Linked DNA regions of Capsicum annuum: region 2 is linked to region 1. Evidence: chromatin contacts called from public Hi-C data. All regions are on one chromosome and are shown on one strand. Each heading gives the region's core, a stretch centred on a gene start, on an enhancer-like site or on the middle of the called end of the contact. The rest is flanking DNA. Distances are from core to core; before and after follow the strand shown. Region 1 overlaps LOC107872783 (vesicle-fusing ATPase). Region 2 holds the start of LOC107874015 (vesicle-fusing ATPase).

The links. A called contact is a pair of places that touch in the nucleus more often than the background predicts.
Region 2: a contact with region 1 is called in a Hi-C map of leaf, with 2.6 times the contacts expected there. The contact joins the promoter of LOC107874015 here to the enhancer-like site in region 1. A contact is called at or near these places in 2 of 5 Hi-C or Micro-C datasets (leaf and placenta).

Annotation. Positions count from the first base shown.
Region 1 is chr6:192,274,694-192,277,393 of UCD10Xv1.1, reverse strand. It overlaps LOC107872783 (vesicle-fusing ATPase), which reads right to left. Exons shown (of 21, transcript XM_016719385.2): 19 at 2,469-2,591; 20 at 1,779-1,844; 21 at 1,148-1,599. The coding sequence ends at 1,456. Among protein-coding and RNA genes, the nearest start is that of LOC107872783, 12 kb to the right of the region's middle. Within about 2 kb of position 1,378, at least 1 of the 5 cell types and tissues checked has an H3K27ac peak or open chromatin away from gene starts, as enhancers often do. A contact at or near this core is called in leaf, where this site is marked.
Region 2 is chr6:192,315,111-192,317,810 of UCD10Xv1.1, reverse strand. LOC107874015 (vesicle-fusing ATPase) reads right to left here and starts at 1,373. Exons shown (of 16, transcript XM_047413656.1): 1 at 985-1,373. The coding sequence starts at 1,151. It also overlaps the pseudogene LOC124899293.

The sequences.
Region 1 (2,700 bases), core at 129-2,628:
TTTCAGAGACCCCATTTATGGGTATGTCGTTTTTATTTACTATATTTTGAACAAAGCAAAAGAGAAAAGTGACGCCACCATGATGATTTTGCTATTGCATTCAGTTATGACCATCGTCAACGAAGAAATTTGAAGAAGTTTTGAAGAAAATAATTTTCGTAATAAGGTATTGGAGAAGATAATTGAGGTGGAGGGCTGTGTTGCTGCAGCATTAATTTGTGGGTGGTAGTAGGAGGGGAGGGGGAGTGTTGCAGCAAAGGTTAGAGTATTTGGAGAAGGCAATCTTGGGGTGGTGGTGAGGTGGGGGTACTTGCAGAAGCTGATATTGGGGGGTGGGTTATTTATTTAATGATTTTTTATTTAAAATTTAAGTCAGCTATTTAAAAATTGATTTTCTAAATTCTAATTTATTTAAAATTATTATTTTACAAAAGAACGCCACATGTCGTTTGTTAATTGGTCGTACACCATGTCAGCAAACGTATGTATTACACACACTTGATAAAATCAGCTGATTGTAAAAAAGTGTCAAAATGACATAGTTGATGGCTAATTTAGGTGCCTAAAATAAATACTATTCACTTGAGGTGCCAAAGTGAAAGATCGTTCCAAGTTGAGGGGGCTGTCGATGGGTTTGGCCATTAATTAATTATGCACATACATACATAAAGTGGCCCATGCATGAATATAGGTAGGAATAATTTTATCCTTTTATAAATTTATCCCAAAGATAAATTATGGTGAGATTGTTATCCCACCAATTGTGTGGATAACTAACCCCGATACGATTTATTATTTCCGAGATAAGTTATCCCGACTATTGCCAACCATACATGCATTAAAAATTTTTATCTCGAAATTATTATTTTATCTCGAAATTATTTGCTTTAACAACTCACACCAAACGACCCCTAATAATTGTAGCATAAAACTCATGAAAAAGTGAGAAATTAATTATGTTTTTAACCATTGAACTTAAAATTATGATATATACGAATGTACTCAAAATCTTTAGCTAGAAATACAACGAAGACTATTTGCTTAAAACAATTCAGTGCGTCTAACTTCCAGTCATTTATTTACAGACATGAAAAGCAAAATTTTAAAGCCAGAAAAATCATATCTGCAACAAGGAAGAAAAAGATAATTTTACGGTTTCAACTTTGAAGCAACAAACTTCTCTCAAACTATTATATATTCGGACTAAGATGCAAAGTGGACTCAACACTAACTGGTTACAACAAAGGAAAGAAAAGGATAGTACCAAAAATTAGAAAGCAATTGAAGTTTCAAATTAACTCTTACAAATACTACCTACGTCGCCAATTACAGTACTGAGCTTCCAAAATAGAAGAACCTCACCAATGGGTGCGCGCGAAAAAAGCGGCAGCGGAAAAATATAAAGGACTCGCAAGAAATCAACGGTTCCTACTTAAATTACTTGAGATCATGCACTCAATATCGAACAATATCTTGAAGGCAATCATAGAAATGTGAGATATTGATCTTCTCTTTGCCAGAATAGATGGCTTCTGCTGTCCCGCCATGTTCACCCTGAGCAGCCATTTCAACGACCATGTATAGTTTCTTGATGGGCATCTATCACAAGACAACACAAAACAAGAGCAATCAATCAATTCCACGGAATGTGCCTGAAATTTTAATTTCTAAAGCGGATCACCAATATCAGAAAGCGATGAGAAACAGCTGGTATGGGGAAAAGGCATGCATAACAACATGCTGGTCAGAAAGACAGGGAGCAGAGCTTTGAAACTTACGTCATTTAATGCCTCAGCAGCAGAATCAACGTCCTCGCTTGAAAAGACATTAAGTTGTTGCAACACCTGCAAAGAACATCAAAACATCAATACTAGAGGTAATTAATATATTAACAGAATGACATTAGGTTGGGAATCTCCAGTAATTGCATCAATGAATTAGAATTGAGAAAGTCTAGTATAATGAGAGACTGATGCAAAAGTTTCTCAAATCACTAGCTCATTTGCTCCGTTCTTTTTAAATCAGTCAAAAAGCAAAATGGATCCTCAAGAGTGGAATAGATATGATATATTGACAAATTAAATGGCATCAATGACAAAAGCCACTGTTTTGTGTAACAGAGTTCACAAGCTAGTGTTCAGTAAGCCTCTTGCTATGATGATCTTGGTCTAGTGGAATGTGAAATCTGTGTAAAGGAGTTTATCAGCCATTAACACTGCACTACTTTATCTGGGAATACCTAATTCAAATTCCTAGTTAATCTTTGCTGCACCTAACTGCTCTACAAAAGTAGAATTTCTTCCTTTTTTTCTTTCAAGAAATACTCTGGTCATATGACATCTGCCTTAAGAATTTATATGAAATTTCTTGTTCGATTCAACACATGACTGCCTATTTTGGGAGTTATTCAACTGGAGAAGGGACTTCCATGAAAAATCAAAACCGTGGCAGTTTGGATGCCCTCTTACCTTCTTGGCATCTTCTGTCTTCAGTGTTGGAACGTGGTATGTGACTGAGAAATTATCACAAAGGCCCACTGAGTCCAAGAAACCGACTTCACTAGTAGTTCCAATCACAAGAATCTTTTTACCCTGTAAAGTGAAACCAGTCAAGAGGATCATCAGAAAAAAGCAGTTGCATAGCCAACAACAATGTAATGAAATCCAGATCATAACAAAACAAAAGTCATCCCCCGCATCT
Region 2 (2,700 bases), core at 124-2,623, 40 kb before region 1:
CCACCCAAAGTCACTTTCTAAAACTACAATTGTGAAGCGAAAACAGATAATGTTTGAAACTCCCAAACTTTATTTCTGATCAAGTACAACAACAAACTCAGTATAAACATAATCCATTCATGGAAAAAAGCACCAATTAATATCACAGATTTATTAAGAACAATAAGTTAGTGTATCAACAACAACAACAACAAACCCAGTGCAATCCCACAAGTGAGGTCTAGGGAGGGTAGGTTGTACACAGACCTTACCCCTACCTTTGTGGGATAGAGGTTGTTTCCGATGTTTCCAATAGACCAAAAAGGACAGCCCGATGCACTAAGCTCCTACTATAGGCGGAGTCCGGGAAAAGGTTGGACCACAAGGGTCTATTATACGCAGCCATACCTTGCATTTCTGCAAGACGTTATTTCCACGGCTCGAACCCGTGACCTCCTGGTCACATGACAATAGCTTTACCAATTACGCCAAGGCTGCCATTCCTGTTTCTAATAGACCCTTGCTCAAAATAGTGCAATCAAAACAAGATATAAAGAAAAATAACGTCAGTAAAATAGCAAGATAAACAAAACAATAAATCCATTATTCAGATAACTCGAGATTTGATAACTATACAAACAAGAATGATCATTGTCAATCTCAAAAATCTGATTTTCAATATCAAATAAGATGGGAGTAACGTCTCCATTCCTATCACCAACTACAAAAGTGTCATCAGAGATGAAATTCTGAATGTGTTTTAACACCAAATAAATAATCAACATTACTGCAACTATAAATGTTTTTCACTTTTCGAGTTGGGTTAGTCTATCATTAAATTAAAAAAAATCTAAAGAATCAGTCTTTGCATAGAGCAACCCACAAAGAATTAGTCTTTGCATAATAAACCCACCAATCAAAACAATCAAGAAACATTTCTCGCAAAAAAGAATTATCACATAATCATAGCATAATAAAGGGGTGGGTGGAAAATTGATAGCTCACCCTGAAATCCCCATGACAATGGTGGGCTCATTGGTTCCATCATTAACAATACACCAATTCTGAGATGAAGTCCTCAGTAACCGCTCCTCTAAATGCAATTGCTGCAGAATTGGAACTCCCTTAACTCTAACAACATTCATTAATGGCTGCACACGTGAAGAGCTCATTGCAGCAAAAAAAAAAAAAAAACTAATGTTTGATGTTTTCTTGTACTAAATAAATGATCTGTATGTCTACAGCTGAATTGGGTATTTTCTCAATTTCACCAAAAAAAACAGATTCGAGTATTTTGTCAACAAGTTTTAGGAGAAATCCTATCACTGAGGCAAACACTTACAGAGTCAAATCTCTTATTAATTATTTATTTAAGTTATTTAATTGGATTTCAATTCATAGCAGATACTAGTAGAATTTGGCCCGTGCAAAATTAATACTTAGTAAATTTTATATTTGTAATTTTTTTAAAAAATTTTGATGCTATTCTTAGTTTTTATTTTTATCTTTTTTTGTGACATTAGTTGTAAAGATAGTTTCATAATATCTCAATATTTCTAATATTAATCAAGTATTTTTTTTTTTTGTAAACTAAAAGAATATTTTTTTTAGAGTTTATTTTATATTTTGTTTTTAGTTTCAAACACATGCATGCATCAATATAATATTTTTTGTAATTTTAATGATGGTTTTGAAGATTAAAGGCTTTAATGACTCAAATCGAATTTTATCTTATGTTGAATTAACTTTATCATTTCTTTCTCAATTCAATTTATGTTGACTAACCTATTTTTATTAAGTTTTTCTTAATTAAATTTATATTAATTAATCTAGTTATTACAATAAATAAAAAATTCTAACATTCAAAGAAATATAATAAATTTTTGATATTGCCATATTGAATGATAACATCAAAAAAGCTAACTTATAAATAGAGATAGAATTTAAAGAACAAAAGTGGAAAACTTATCAATAAAGTTCTCTCTTTTGGTCATTTTCTCAAAAGAAATATGCTTATTTTGATCGTTGAGAGGTGTTTGGCTACCTTTTAGGAAGAACAAAAGTTGTTTTTCAGTGACAGTAAAAGCTGAAAATGCAGATTCCCTCAAAGCACTTCGGAACCTTTACCTTGGCCAAACTTATATTGTTGCTGTAATATTGGCAAAGGTAATTTTTAAATTGACTAGCCAAAACACAGACTATAATTCTCCTGGAATACTTTTTCGAAAAACACTACTTCTAGTGAAACTCTCTTTTCAAAATAAGTTGATTGTAGTAGTTTGGCCAAACAAATATGTATGTTAGTTTACTTCTAGTAGCGTTTATTTGTCATTGATTGTTCATTCTAACTCCTCAAGTAATCTTTGACGATGGGTGGACTGCCGATAGAGAATACATCCACAGCCATGCCCTTGTGGAAATTACCAAAAGATCAGAAGTCAGTCATATCTACAATGTCCGATTCAAAGCCAAAGAAGAAGATGTGTTGCGCTTGCTTGCCCTGAAGCTAGGCAGCTGAGGGATAAATGCATTGTGGGGCACGGTGAATCTGCATGTGAGAAATGGATTGAAGCTCATCGTAAATGCCTTCGAGCTGAAGGCTTCAAGGTTTGAAACCAGTGATAGAAGTAGACTATTAAAAAAGACGATGGAAGATACAATTTTTGTATAATGCCCAGTTTGTTTTTGGAATCATACAAGCTCAATTACCTAAACGTTTAT